2 separate regions of the Sus scrofa genome follow, and region 2 is linked to region 1. A link is a contact called in public HiChIP or PLAC-seq data. All regions are on one chromosome and are shown on one strand. Each heading gives the region's core, a stretch centred on a gene start, on an enhancer-like site or on the middle of the called end of the contact. The rest is flanking DNA. Distances are from core to core; before and after follow the strand shown.

Region 1 (7,097 bases), core at 1,834-4,333:
TTGTTGTCATTTTGTTTTTTGTTTTTACAACCATCCTTGCCATATCTGGAAGTTCCCAGGCTAGGGGCTGAATCAGAGCTGCAGCTGGGGCCTACACCACAACCACGGCAATGCCAGATTTGAGCTCATTTGTGCCCTCTGTTGCAGCTTGTGGCCACACCGGATCCTTAACCCACTGAGCGAGGCCAGGGATGGAACCCCGCATCCTCCCAAACGTTATGTCAGGTTCTTAACCTGCGGAGCCACCACGGGAACTCTGAAGGCTAGAGGGTTTAAAGTCAAAGCTCTGTGCAGCCACTTTGTTCTTCAACAGATTAATCTTTTCTAAGCTGCTGATACCCACCAGACTGGATTTAACCGCTGGTTTCAGTTCCTCTATTTTATGATTACTGGTTTGTAGCAAAAGCGTTTCAAAGCTGAGAAATGCCTGGTGTGCCCCTGTCCATCCCTGGCTCCCTTATGTCTTCTGACCAGTTTACTGATGCTTCAGCTTTTCTGGGGTGAAATCAAAGAATGGTGTCCATCTCATCTGGACAAGATGGCAACAGATTTGACAGGGGGTATTCATAAACGGGGTGTCTGACGTTTGGGGTAGAGGGTTCAGCTGCCACCTGGACTTCACATCTTGTCATGTTCAGCCCCCAGCTCGACCACATATGGGGAACCCATTCTGCAAGTTCCCCAATGAAGACGAGGGATTTTTCCCTTAAAGCTTCGTTCTAATCACAGACAGAGGGACTATGCGCGTGATCGCCGTCTAAACCAACTACACTTCTGACCAGTAGGCGCATCACGAAATGTAGACACCTGCACCCTTCTGTGGTCTAAACACTGGGCTTAACCATCACATCCTGTCACTGAGACAACCTTGTGTGCAAGCACATTTATTTCCCGCATGAATTGATCTATGACTGTTTATTTAAGGAGACATGCAATGGCTTCTGCTGATGCATAGAAACATCAGAACACACACAGGCTGTGAGAGAGAGAGATAGTGTGTGTGTGTGTGTGTGTGTGTGTGTGTGTGTACACAGAGGGAGAGACCGAGTTTCCATGTGCAGCCTGCACCAGAGGTGCACAGGATAAGGTAACGGGTAGCCAGAGGTGAAGGAGCATTTAACTTGTGTTCGAATTAGTCGTTTAATGTTCCTTTATTCCCTGGGCCTTGATGGGAGGCCAGGCCAGGCCAGGCGAGCTCGTTCTGGTCAGACGGTGGGAAATTCCAGCACACGGAATGGTGTTGGTGGTCTCCGCTCGGCTGCCGGGAGCCCACACAGCTAACGCGGCTCCCTCCACTAAGGACGGCGCCCACCCACGCAGGACCCTCCTCCCCCTCCCACCCCTCCCGGGTCTGCCCCCTTCACCAGCCTCGACACCACCAACCGCCTTCCTGATGGCTGCCCGAGGAATCATTTCAGGAGCAGCACTTGTGCAATGACTGATACAGTGGGCCAGCCGCTGCCTCGATAACAAGCCAAATCAAAGGCCCTCTGGAAGGATGTCCTGGTAGGTGCCAGAAGGGACGGTTCGCACCCCCCCCCACTTCCGCGACAGCCTCGCCACGGCGTCTGAAAAGACCGCCCAGCATCCCTGCCCGTCGCCACACCTCGGAGGTGGGTCGTACTGAGTCTGGGTTGTTTTTCCCGGTAAGAATGTTGATCAAAGCAAAATGTTAACCCAACCAACAAACAAACAAAACACCCTGAGTTGGCCCTGTGCACGCAGGGGTGGCCAAGGAAGGCAGCCTGAAGGGTTCCTTTATGACCAGAGGCGTTTTTGAAACAAGACAGCAGTGGCTGCTTTATGAGGAAGTGGGCAGACAGTCCCCTCGTTATCCTTAGTGCCCTGGTGGTCCAGGGACCACCCGGGAGCCTCCCTCGTGATAGCAGCTGGGGCTGGGCTCAGGCCTTCCTCCAGGGAACCTGTTGTCTGAGGTGACACCCCTATCCCCCTCCCACTCCCCCCACCAAAGTACAGGTCTGGGTTTCCTACAGAAGAAACCTGGAATCCCAAAGCCACCTCGGTGACCTCTGTCTCTGAGCAGGGGGATTAGAGCGCACACTCCCAGTACTTTGTACTTGTTGCCCTGGCCTGCACCTCAGAGCAGAGGCTGAATGAGGGGGCTCGCGCCCCCATCCCCGTGGGAAGGTCTGGCCTCCAGCCTGGGCCCACCTGACCTGGGGTTGAGGGTGGGGAGGGAGGAAGGGGTAAAGGAAGGAAGCGCCTGTGATGGAAACGGCTTGGAATAATAAATGCACACACTGGCTTCTGAACGCGGCTCGCCACATCCTGGGGAATCTGGAAAAACGCTCCTCCTTGCCTCCCACCACCCCCTCCACCCCACCCCCACAGCCGTTGGCTTTCATGAGGCTTTAGGAGAAAGCACGGCAGCTTTGATAGTCAGGGGCTTGTTAGTTCTGGGCTAACAGCCCTCCCGGGGGCTGCTCTGACTCCTTTCAAACACTTTCCTATTTTAGGTCAAGGAAGTTCATAAAAGCAAAGACTGGAGGTGCTGGAAGGAGGGGGGCAAGGCAGAAAGAAGCAGCTGGCGATGTTCCCCAGGCAGCCAGCGACCTCTGGAGGATCCCCCGGGGCCTGGTGCACATGGCCCACCCTGGGTGCAGGCGACAGATAAAGGAAGGTGGCTTTGAACTCTCAAAGGAGATCTGGTCCCTTCTGGAACCCCCAGATAAAGCTTAGGCATAACTCAGTCCCTGGATGTAGAAGATGCTTGAAAGTCCACAGGCCTTACACTAAAATCCACCTGTCTCCAGGGCTGATTCCTCCACCTGCCAGAAGAGGGCAGCACGTGCTTCTATGTTACTGAGAAGCTGGGCCGCCAGGTCCAAAGGGTGAGCACCAGGGAATTCAGAGGAGGACTGGTGAAGTGAACAGCAGCAGCAGTAATAGCCATCACCTACTAGTGTCTGCTGTGTGCTGGGAACTGTCCCCCTGAGTGCTTTAATGCGCTCATTTAATTAACATGACTCTGCAAGAAAGGGCGCTGTGACAATCTCCATAGTAGAGAAGAGGAGGCTGAGAGGTACAGACACGAAGAGAACTTGCTGTTGCAGCCTGGGACTGCCTAGGCCAGAACTCCGCAAATCCAAGCCCAGGTGCCAAATCCAGCCCACTGCCTATTCTGCACTGCCCTCGAGCCAGGAATGGGTTTTACATTTTTGGAAGGTTGGAAAGTCCAAAAAGAAGACTTTGTGACCCTTGAAGACGGTATAAAATTCAAATCTCAGTGTCCGTAAATGAAACTGAGTTGGAACCCAGCCCCGCCCATTTGTTTGCATGCTGTCTGTGACGGCTCTATTGTTCCAGTGGCAGCATGGAGCAGTTGCGACATCCTGTATTGCCTGAAACGTCTAAGTTTGCCAACCCTGAGCTAGGAGATAAGCAGTGCTTGTTTCCAGGCAGGAACAAGGGGAAAGTACAGGAAACAGAGCGGACGTGACACTTTCCTGGATATGGGGTTGGGACAGCCATCCTGGAGGGATCTGGAAGCTTGTTGACTTTGATTCACTCTCTTTCCAACAGGGTAGCTCAAGGCCAAGCAGAAGGGAGGGTCTGACATTTCATCGCATAGCCTCTAGGAAGTAACAGAATGTTGGACTGAATAATGCCATTTGCAGCAACATGGATGGAACCAGAGACGCTCATACTAAGGGAAGTAAGTCAGAAAGAGAAAGACAAATACCAGATGATATCACTTATATCCGGAATCTAACATACGGCACAGATGAACCTATCTACAGAGAAGAAACAGACTCGTGGACTTGGAGAACTTGTGGTTGCCAGCGGGTTGGGGGAGGGATTGGGATGGGCTGGGAGTTGGGGGTTAGTAGATGCAAACTATAGCATTTGGAGTGGATGAGCAATGAGATCCTGCTGTAAAGCACTGGGAACTCTATCTAATCCCTTGTGATGGAACATGATGGAGGATAATGTGAGAAAAAGAATGTATATATATATATGTGTGTGTGTAACTGGATCACTTTGCTATACAGCAGAAATTGACAGAACATTGTAAATCAACTATAATAAAATTCTTTTAAATAAATTAAAAAGGCAAAATAAAATAAAAACATTTTTTAGATTAAAAGGGGGGGCGTAGCTATGGGAGAGAGTTCCCGTTGTGTCTCAGCAGTAACAAACTGGTATCCATGAGGATGCAGATTTCATCCCTGGCCTTGCTCAGGGGGTTAAGGAACAGACTCAGATCCCGAGTTGCTGTAGCTGTGGTGTAGGCCAGCAGCTGCAGCTCTGATTTGTCTCCTAGCCTGGGGAGCTCCATATGCTGCAGGTTTGGCCCTAAAAAAAAAAATAAAATAAATTAAAAGGGCTATGGGAACCACTCTCCCTATTTCATCAAGACTAAGAGGCACATTTTTTCATATTTGACATCTTTGAAATCAGACTGTGTCTGACCATCAAACTCTTAGAGCTTAAGTGAAAGCACTTTTTTGTTTCCCTGAAGGCACGGTTTGTTTCTTAGTGGTACTTAAAGTGAGAGCATCCTGTGATAGGGGGCCACTTAGATTAGGCAAAGGTCTAGGCTCTTTTTGTACCCTTCCACTCGATGGGACACTCTGTGCTTTAGCTAGACACCCATTCTACAGATTGTAAATTTCTGAATACCGAGCGGAGGTCTGTAAGCCTCAATTTTCTCTATATCAAATGGGGATGGTTTTGTTCAGTATATTTACCCAAAGGTCTTACAGATTTCTTAAAAGGAGTGAGGGGCGTGTGCTGGAGAGAAGACACGTAGAGGTGGGGTAGGAGGAGCAGAGCCGGCTGCAGGAGGAGTTGAAAAGCAGGGCTAAGCTTGAGTGGACAGGAGCCCCAGAGAACAAGGCAGGGAAAGAAAGGCGGCCAGTGCTATGGACAGATTCTTCTTCCACCAGCATCAGCCAGGAGTATGGTCCACTGCCGAGCGGCGGGGCGGGGGGCACCTCTTAGAAGAGAAAACAGGAGGAGTTCCCCATGTGGTTCATCGGAAATGAATCCGACTAGGATCCATGAGGATGCAGGGTCCATCCCTGGCCTCACTCTATGGATTAAGGATCCGGCATCGCCGTGAGCTGTGGTATAGGTCACAGACGCGTTGCTGTGGCTGTGACATAGGCCGGCAGCTGTAGCTCCGATTCAAACCCTAGCCTGGGAACTTCCATATGTCAAGGGCACGGCCCTAAAAAAAAAAAAAAAAAAAAAATGAGAAGAGAAAATAGGAACCAACTGAAGTTTCGGGCTGAGGCTGAATGGAGGAGAGCGACAAGGAAGGAGTAAGGAATCCATCCAGCGTGGTTTGCTGCCTTTCCTGGGGCTCCGGGAGTCAGTGGTGGAAAAGGAGGCGGGAAGAGAGGAATCGATGTGATGATAACCTGGACAAAGCCCTTCAATCACATTTCCATCGGGCAGGACTGACCAGCCCAGTGATGCTTTGAGGTCACCAAGCTTTTTGGATACCCAGAGAGCCTGCTTCACGATACGAGGCTGTGACTGTCAATTTGCTCAGAATAAACCTGGGGAGACCACAGCCTGCTTCTAGGTCCCAGGAAGTGAAACTGCTGCCACAAGCCTCAGGAAGAAGGAACCCTTGGTCCTCATGTGTGTATGTATTTATTTACTTTGTCTTTTTAGGGCCGCACCCATGGCATATGGGTGCGGCCCTAAAAAGACATGGCTTGGGTCCCAAGCTAGGGGCCTGATCGGAGCTGTAATTGCCGGTCTACATCACAGCCACAGCCACATGGGATCCGAGCCACATCTGTGACCTACACCACAGCTCACGACAACACTGGATCCTTAACCCACTGAGCGAGGCCAGGGATGGAACCTGACATTCTCACGGAGATGTCAGGTCCTTAACCTGCTGAGCCACAGTGGAAACTCCAGGGCAAATATTTTAGCAGGAGTATGTTAGCCAATCCAAGGGTCTTCCATAGGTGGAAAGGGGTACATTTTTGCAAAGACAGTGCAGGGGGCCCATTGGCCAGGATAAAAAAGGCATGATCCAAAAAAATGAAAACTCAAAAAACATCCAAAGAAAACAGAAATTCAAAAAGATATCTGCACCTTCACGTTCACTGCAGCATGATTTATAACAGCCAAGACATAGACACAGCCTAGGTGTCCACTGATGGATGAATGGATAAAGAAAGTGTATGTATACGAACATATATATACACACATAAATAAATACATGCACACACAAAGGAATATTATTCAGCCACAAAAAGAAAGAAATCTTTTTTTTTTTCCCCCCTAGGGCCGCTCCCGTGGCATATGGAGGTTCCCAGGCTAGGGGTCTAATCAGAGCTGTAGCCACCGGCCTATGCCACAGCCACGGCAACGTGGGATTTGAGCCGTGTCTGCAACCTACACCACAGTTCACAGCAATGCCGGATCCTTAACCCACTGAGCAAGGCCAGGGATTGAACCTGCAACCTCATGGTTCCTAGTCGGATTCATTAACCTCTGAGCCACAATGGGAACTTCAAAAAGAAAGAAATTTTGTCATTTGCAACAACATGGATGGACCTTGAGGGCATTGTGCTGAGTGAAATAAATCAGACAAAGACAAATATTGTGTGATCTCACTTATCTGTGGAATCTAAAAACAAAACAGGCTGACAAAACACAGAGCTCATAGATGCAGAGCACAGACTGGTGCTCGCCCAAGGCAGAGGGAGGGAGGGTAAGGAAAACGGTGAAGGGGGGAAGTTTCCTCTGTGGCACAGCGGAAACGAATCCGACTAGGAACCATGAGGTTGTGGGTTCGATCCCTGGCCTCGCTCAGTGGGTTAAGGATCTGGCGTTGCCGTGAGCTGTGGTATAGGTCGCAGACGCAGCTCAGATCCCACGCTTCTGTGGCTCTGGTGTAGGCTGGCAGCTGTACCTCTGATTAGACCCCTAGCCTGGGAACCTCCCCATGCTGTGGGTGTGGCCCTAAAAAGACAAAAAGACAAAAAGGGGGGGGGTAAAGGGGGCCAAAAGCTACAAACTTCTGCTTGTAAAATAAACAAGTCCTGGGAATGTAAGGTACAACATGATAACTATCATCCATAATAGCGTATTGCATATTTGAAAAC
Region 2 (7,097 bases), core at 1,836-4,335, 130 kb after region 1:
GAGCCACAACTGAAACTCCCAAGACTATTCCGTTTGATATGTTTATGCTGTAATTTCAGCACAATCTCAGTACAGTCTGTGGGCATGAACCTGTCAAGAATATTTCAGGCACAAGGGTTCTACATAGAGTTTGGGAACTACGGAAGGTACCAGTGTTGAAATAAGGCTCTTGACCGCAGAACTTCTTGGCACCTTTCATTGGCAAATATGTACTGCAAAGCTCTACGAGAGGGTGTGGATGGAGTATTTCCCAATTATTTGATTGCAAGAGTTTCTTTTCTTTTCCAAGGAAATCTCACCTTGCTCGTGTTTCATGAAATACACTGTGGAAAACACCGAATTTATTCACTGGCATTATACGAGCTCAGGGACTGATACAGCAGACATTGACAATGTTTGTTAAATGCTTGTGCAAAAAGAGGTTGAGGAGATGGTTCTAAACACCACCTCGGAGTTCTCGTCGTGGCGCAGTGGTTAACAAACCCGACTGGGAACCATGAGGTTGTGGGTTCAATCCCTGGCCTCACTCAGTGGGTTAAGGATCCGGCTTTGCCGTGAGCTGTGGTGTGGGTCGCAGACGTGGCTAGGATCCTGCGTTGCTGTGGCTGTGGCATAGGCCCGTGGCTACAGCTCTGATTAGCCCCCTAGCCTGGGAACCTCCATAAGCCATGGGAGCAGCTCAAGAAAAGCAAAAAAAAGACAAATAAATAAATAAATACCACCTCCATCCCACCCAGGTTACAGATGTACTTCCTGGCCATGATGCCAAAGTGCAGAGTGAGTATAGCAGAAAGAACACCCAGGTGAATTCAGACGAGTGTAACTACTGGGTGCTTTAGGCAAATGAGCTTCCTGAGCCCCAATTTCCATATATGTGATAGGGGGATAATATCTACTCCTCCTACTTGGTGAGGCAGTTGTGGGTATCAAAAGATAAGAGGTTTGAGACAATGTTTTATGAAATAGAAAACACTAAACAAATTTAAGGAATAGCTCTCATTGTGGTGAAATCCAGTTACTGTGTCAGGGGAGTCGAGAGTTTGCACATTCTCTACACATAGATGGCTGGTCCCTCCTCATCCCACATTTAGAGTCTGGGGTCACGGGGGCGAGGGAGTGCGCTTAGGAAAAGAGGAGGAAAAGCCTCATCACTTCTATGTCAGCACCCAGAGCTAAATCAGGACTTAATCCTCACTTTGCTGGTGAAGACCTTCAGGTCTTGAGAGAAACAGACTCAAGGATCTTTAGATCCAGAGAGGATCATGCCTGTGGCCTGAGGAAGGGATCGAACCCACACCCCAGCCGTGACCCAGGGCACTGCAGTAAGGATGTCAGATCCTTAACCTGCTGCACCACAAGGGAACTCCCTGTGGGTGTCGTTTGATCCAACTTGCTTGTTTTATTTATTTATCCTTTTTTTACGGCCACACCTGCCATGGCATATAGAAGTTCCCAGGCCAGGGACTGAATCCAAGCTGCAGCCTTTTAACCCATCCTTTTAACCCACCGCACAGGTAGGAGATCCAACCGGCACCCCCACAGGGACCTGAGCTACAGCAGTCAGATTCTTAACCTCTTGCCCCACAGGGGGAACTCCAACTTGCTTGTTTTCGATGCATAGAAACTGTGGCCCAGCAAGGTTAAATAATTTGCCTCCCATCATGCTGAGATAATGGTGGCGCAGTGCTAGCAAGTTCAACATAACTTAACCCGACAAACATTTACAAACATTTACCTAGTGAGCCTCTAGTGCAGGCTTGCCGCTGCCCTGGGGCTCAGGGACACAGAAGCAGGAGTCTGGTTTCCACCCTGAAGGAGCTCATAGGTGCTCAGAGGAGAGAGTAACAGCAAACACTAGAACAGAGGTGAAAATTAAAGACTGAATGTTGGAGTTCCTACTGTGGCTCATTGGGTATGAACCCAGCTAGTATCCATGAGGATGCGGGTTTGATCCCTGGCCTCACTCAGTGGGTTAAGCATCTGGCATTGCCATGAGCTTGGTGTAGGTCACAGACGCAGTTCGGATCCCGGGTTGTGGTGCCTGTGGCAGTTGCAGCTCTGATTCAGTCCCTAGCCTGGGAACTTCTATATGCCACAGGCACAGCCCAATAAATAAGACAATAAATAAAAATAATAAAAATAAAAAATAATCTCACAAGACTAAAGAAAATGAGACAGGGTCACCAATGGGTAAGGGATTTAGACAAACTTCTGGAGGAGAGAAGGCAGCTAGGAGCACAGTGACCAATGCCAGAGGACAGAGAAAACTATAGCCTGGAATAAATCTCAAGGGCACTGCAGAGCGGGTGGGGGCCACATGTCTTTCAAACATTTTTTGACCACACAGTATCTTGCCTAATCTCTTGGTTCTTTCTGGAGACCCAAGAAGTAGAAATGAAGAATAAGTAATTCTTATTCAGAGGACCAGCTCTCTTCCCCAGCTTCCCGTTCAGTCACCTCCCAAACAGACTGTGACCCAGACAGCATCTAAAGACTAAGACTGCATGCACGCCTGCACGCGGTGGGGAATGGCGACGACTCTGACCCCCCATCTCAGTGATTGACTGAGGCCATGTCCCTTTTTCCCATTAAAAACTTTCATGGCTGAGCAGAATCTTCAGAGATGTTTTGGGGGAAACGTTGAGTCCACCATCCCTCCAGATTTTGCCAGCATTCTGATTAAAAGCAACTTTCTGCCAACATTTATCTCTCTTTCAAGTGTTGATTTAAAATTTTTTTAAAATTTTTATTCATTGTTTTAAATCTTTTTATGACAGTTGATTTACAAGCCTCCATCAATTTAGTGAGCTGCAGTTTCTGAGTTTGGTAACATGGTCTAGTGCATAACTGAGGGGTTCCACTTAGACGAGCCCTGAGGCTGGTGAGTCATAATTGAAACAGCCTTCAATCCCACCCAGAAAATCCACTTTAATCGTTGAGGTCGGCATTAGTGACTTCAGGGGACATCCCGTCTGATGATGTGTTGGGAGACGCGAGGCAATGCTTTATCACGGTCTGGGCTGCTTCTGTCAGCAGATTATCTCCCCAGGGTCCAGGGAGCTGGGGTTTTATACTGGGGCTATTTTTAGCTGTCCGCAGTGGCTGCTGGGACCTATTGCCTCAGGAGGGGCTGCCGGGAACTGCACCCAGGGGAGAGGCATTCCATTCTGTAATCTTGGCCTGAAGAGCCCTCTAATGAGATTTGAGGATTTACAGCCTCTGAGATTTGGATGCCTCCTGAACCACAAGATCAGGTAGCTGTGCTGTGGACTCGAGGAGTCAACAAGAAACTGTCTACAGCTATTTTCAGTCAGCGGAGCAATAGTCCCTGTTCAAAACCTTTAGCTGAGACAAAGGGGACTATTTTGCTTTGGGATGGATGGATGCTTGGAAAGTCTTGGCTGGGGGCAGGTCTGAGGAAGATGCCCCCCCATGTTGATTTTTAACAGGGTCTGTGCCCCAAACCACATCTTTCCTTACCAGCCAAACAAGGCACTGATCAGCATTCAGGAAAGCAACTCGAAAGGTCTGGTTGGGAGATGCTGAGCTAGGTATTTAATTTGTCAGTGTTTCCACCTCCTTCTCTACTCCAGGATATCAAGGGCAAGAATGGCTGTAAAACCATCACTGTCATATCATCTTCCCAAAGCACAGTCCTGACCTTGCAACTTCCTAGTTTAAAACCTTCAGATACTCCCTGTTGCTGACAAAATATCCTCTAAAAAGTCTTAGCTGTCATTCCAGGCCTTTTGTAATTCAGGAAAACCCTGAGGTTTAATTTTGGTTCGTTCATGCCTCCACCTTCAGCACCCATCTCATGCTCCATCCAAACTATATCATCCAATGTTCCCAATGAAGGTATTTTCCACCTCCATGTCTGTGATGGGCTGAATGCTTGTGTCCTCCCCAAATCCATAGGTTGAAGCTCTCAGTTCCAATGTAGGTATATTTAGTGATATACCTCAAAGTAAGGAAATAACCTTCAAGGAAGTAATTAAGGTTAAATGAGGTCATAAGGATGGGACCGTGATCTGATAGGATTAGTGTCCTTATAAGAAGAGACACCTGAGAGCTCTCTCTCCTCCTATGAGGACACACTGAGAAGGCTGCCATCTGCAAGGGGAGAAGAGAGCAATCATCAGCCCTACCATGCCTGCACCTTGACCTTAGATTTCTAGCCTCAAGACATAAATGTCTTTTGTTAAACCTCCCAGGCTATGGTGTTTTGTTACACAGCCCAAGCTGACTGATACAATGTCTGTGCACCTTAACACTACCACTTTCTCTATTTCCATGGACAAAATCCTTCAAAGAAATGCTTCCCTTTTTGTGAAATTGTCACTGGTCTTCTTGGTAATATCTTCCTCTTAGTAACATCTTCTCCTTCTAAATTCCCAAAGAAATTTTTCAGCACTTTTCCTTTGAAAAATTTCACTTTTTGACTTAGTAATAGTAACTTGTAAATATGAAATCTTCTCTACTGAGCTGAAGGTCCATTCAGGCAGGGGCTATGTCCTGTTCATCTTTGCACCTCCTTTAAATATCTCACACAGCATCCTTGACATGTTAAAAATGACAGCTGCCCTTTATTGAGTGCCTGCTCTGTGCATGTCTGAAATGCTTTCTGGGTCTAGTTGGAATCCTCGCTATCACCTCACAAGGAAGCTACTGTTATCCTCACTTAAAAACTTGTGGAACCTACTGTATAATTCTACTGAATGAGGTAGTGAATTCATACGAGGGGCTTAAAATTCATAGGAAATCTTATAAATGCTATGATGGGGTCACAATAAGATGTGAATGGGAGCCCAATTAGAAGGCAAGTTTTGGAAATTCTATTCTTCCTTCATCTCAAACTGTAAAACCACTGAGAGCTTGTGCAAACCAGAGTTCCCCCCCCCATTACATAATCCCATGAAAGGTTAAATAAATTGTGTGAGATGCATAGCTAATGAGACAGGACCAGGATGTGAATCACTCAGTCTAGCTCCAGGGTGTCTGTCTGCTATAAGCCACTATGCTAGACTGCCTCCCAGTGACCTAGGACTGAGAAGGATGACGTGATTGCTGAGGTCTGATATCTCCTCCTTGGTCCCATTTGCCACCTGTGTGCCCACATTTCCTTCAGAGTTCAAGGTCTGCCTTCTCCATGAAGCCCTTCCTGATAAATCCAGTCCTCTTCCATCTCTGATGCCTTCGGTGCTTATCTGATACTGCGCATCAGTATTCTGGCAACTGATTCCCTCTCAACTCTCGTATTAATTTCTAAATACTTTACAGTGGGTGTTAATCCTTCCTCCTGAGCAGGACAGAGCCTCAAAGAAAAGGACCCCAGCCTGGCGTGCTCTTCTATCTCTCACAGCATCTGCACACCAAATACAGAGGACAAGCTCAGTAAAGACTTATCGGCCTGTTTATTGGAGATGGATTCAAGGGATACATAGGAAGGAAAAGGCAATTGACCTGTTCCTCATGAGCTCGTGTCTCCAGCTATGTTTGCTATGGAATAAGAACTCATCACAACCTAACCGAGCAGGACCCTGGGAGGCCTCCCCAGAGCGGACCCCCACTCCTGTCCTCCACTTGCCTTTTTATCCATAGAAAAACTTTAGTCAAAGAACCAATTTAATCAGGGAAGTAAAAAATAAATAAATACAGAGAAAAAAGGAAAACAGAAATAATAATTCAGCCACTCAACAAAGTCAAGGACCTTAAGTTCTTCAAAGACTAGAGATAATATTCTGAGCCATGTCCTTGGAGCTGTCTGGCAAGTGCTGAAGCCCCACTAGGTGGAAGAAGTCAACTGGATGCTGCCCACAAGCACGCCGACCCAGGACCAGTTGAGATTGATGATGCTGAGTCCCAGTGACCTCACTGCCCAGCCATCAGAAAAACGTCCACAAGCTGATCACGACCTGCCCCTCAAACACTGCAAGACTCCTCACTACACCCTCAAACCTTGAGGCACTAGTCTGCTGTGATCTCCTCTTTGCCTGGCATTAAAGCTTCTTTTTCTGTTTTCTCCAACTCTGCCCCTGCGTTTCTATTTGGCACTGGTGTACAGAGGCAGCTGAGATTCTGGCAACAAATCCACAAAAGAATTGCTCAACCTTTACCCTCATACTTTGTATGTAACAAGCCCTCTTCTCCTACCCAGATAACCCACCCTGCTTTAACATGGCGAGTTATTTTGACTGAGGGGAAAGGACCTTGATCTTCATGTCTGGGATCCAGGCGTGATGCTACATTTGGCCCAAGTGGCTGGTGGGGCAGCATCTTCAAACCCCAAAGTAACTGCAGTTTTGTTTTGTTTTGTTTTGTCTTTTTGCTATTTCTTTGGGCCGCTCCCACGGCATATGGAGGTTCCCAGGCTAGGGGTGAATTGGAGCTGTAGCCACCGGCCTACGCCAGAGCCACAGCAACGCGGGATCCAAGCTGTCTGCAACCTACACCACAGCTCACGGCAACGCCGGATTGTTAACCCACTGAGCAAGGGCAGGACCGAACCCGAAACCTCATGGTTCCTAGTCGGATTCATTAACCACTGCGCCACGACGGGAACTCCTGCAGTTTTGATGAATAACAGTTGCCACAGAGAGAGACCCTCCATGGGCCTGGGCATGGCCAATGGATATTGACAGCTTTGCTGCCATTAACAAGGTCTGATTACGGATTGTAGATGTTCCCTAAACAGCTGTCATTTTAAACCAATTGATTCATATAAACTTGTTGCACAGATACTATTTATCAATGAGAAAAATCTTAGTGGTGATTTCTTGACTTTGTGGGCATGACTACTCTTGTCTCACCAGATCCAGTCACCCAACCTTTTGTTTTTAGACAAGGGAATAAAGATCCAGAGAGGGGCTGTGACCACATAGCGGACGGGTCTTCATGCCACATCTGAACCCAGGCATCGTACAGTAGTGCTGTCCTATAGACCCATCTAGGATGCTAGAAATGTCCCCTTCCAATACAGCAGCCCATAGCCACATATGGCTGTTAGGCACTTGAAATGTGGATAGCATGACCGGAGAACTGAATTTCAATATTTTTTCATTTAATTTAAAGTGAAATAGCCACACAGGGCTAATGCC

Evidence for each region. HiChIP or PLAC-seq counts read pairs in DNA pulled down with a chosen protein or histone mark.
Region 2: an H3K27ac HiChIP or PLAC-seq map of skeletal muscle shows a contact between it and region 1. The contact joins two enhancer-like sites. A contact is called at or near these places in 1 of 47 Hi-C or Micro-C datasets (embryonic fibroblasts) and 1 of 2 datasets of contacts at active chromatin or transcription factors (skeletal muscle).

What each region holds. Positions count from the first base shown.
Region 1 is chr7:40,711,363-40,718,459 of Sscrofa11.1, forward strand. All of the region lies in intron 4 of CLIC5 (chloride intracellular channel 5), which reads right to left. Among named protein-coding and RNA genes, the nearest start is that of CLIC5, 93 kb to the right of the region's middle. Within about 2 kb of position 3,084, at least 32 of the 83 cell types and tissues checked have an H3K27ac peak or open chromatin away from gene starts, as enhancers often do. A contact at or near this core is called in skeletal muscle, where this site is marked.
Region 2 is chr7:40,845,661-40,852,757 of Sscrofa11.1, forward strand. No RefSeq gene overlaps it. Among named protein-coding and RNA genes, the nearest start is that of CLIC5, 41 kb to the left of the region's middle. Within about 2 kb of position 3,086, at least 15 of the 83 cell types and tissues checked have an H3K27ac peak or open chromatin away from gene starts, as enhancers often do. A contact at or near this core is called in skeletal muscle, where this site is marked.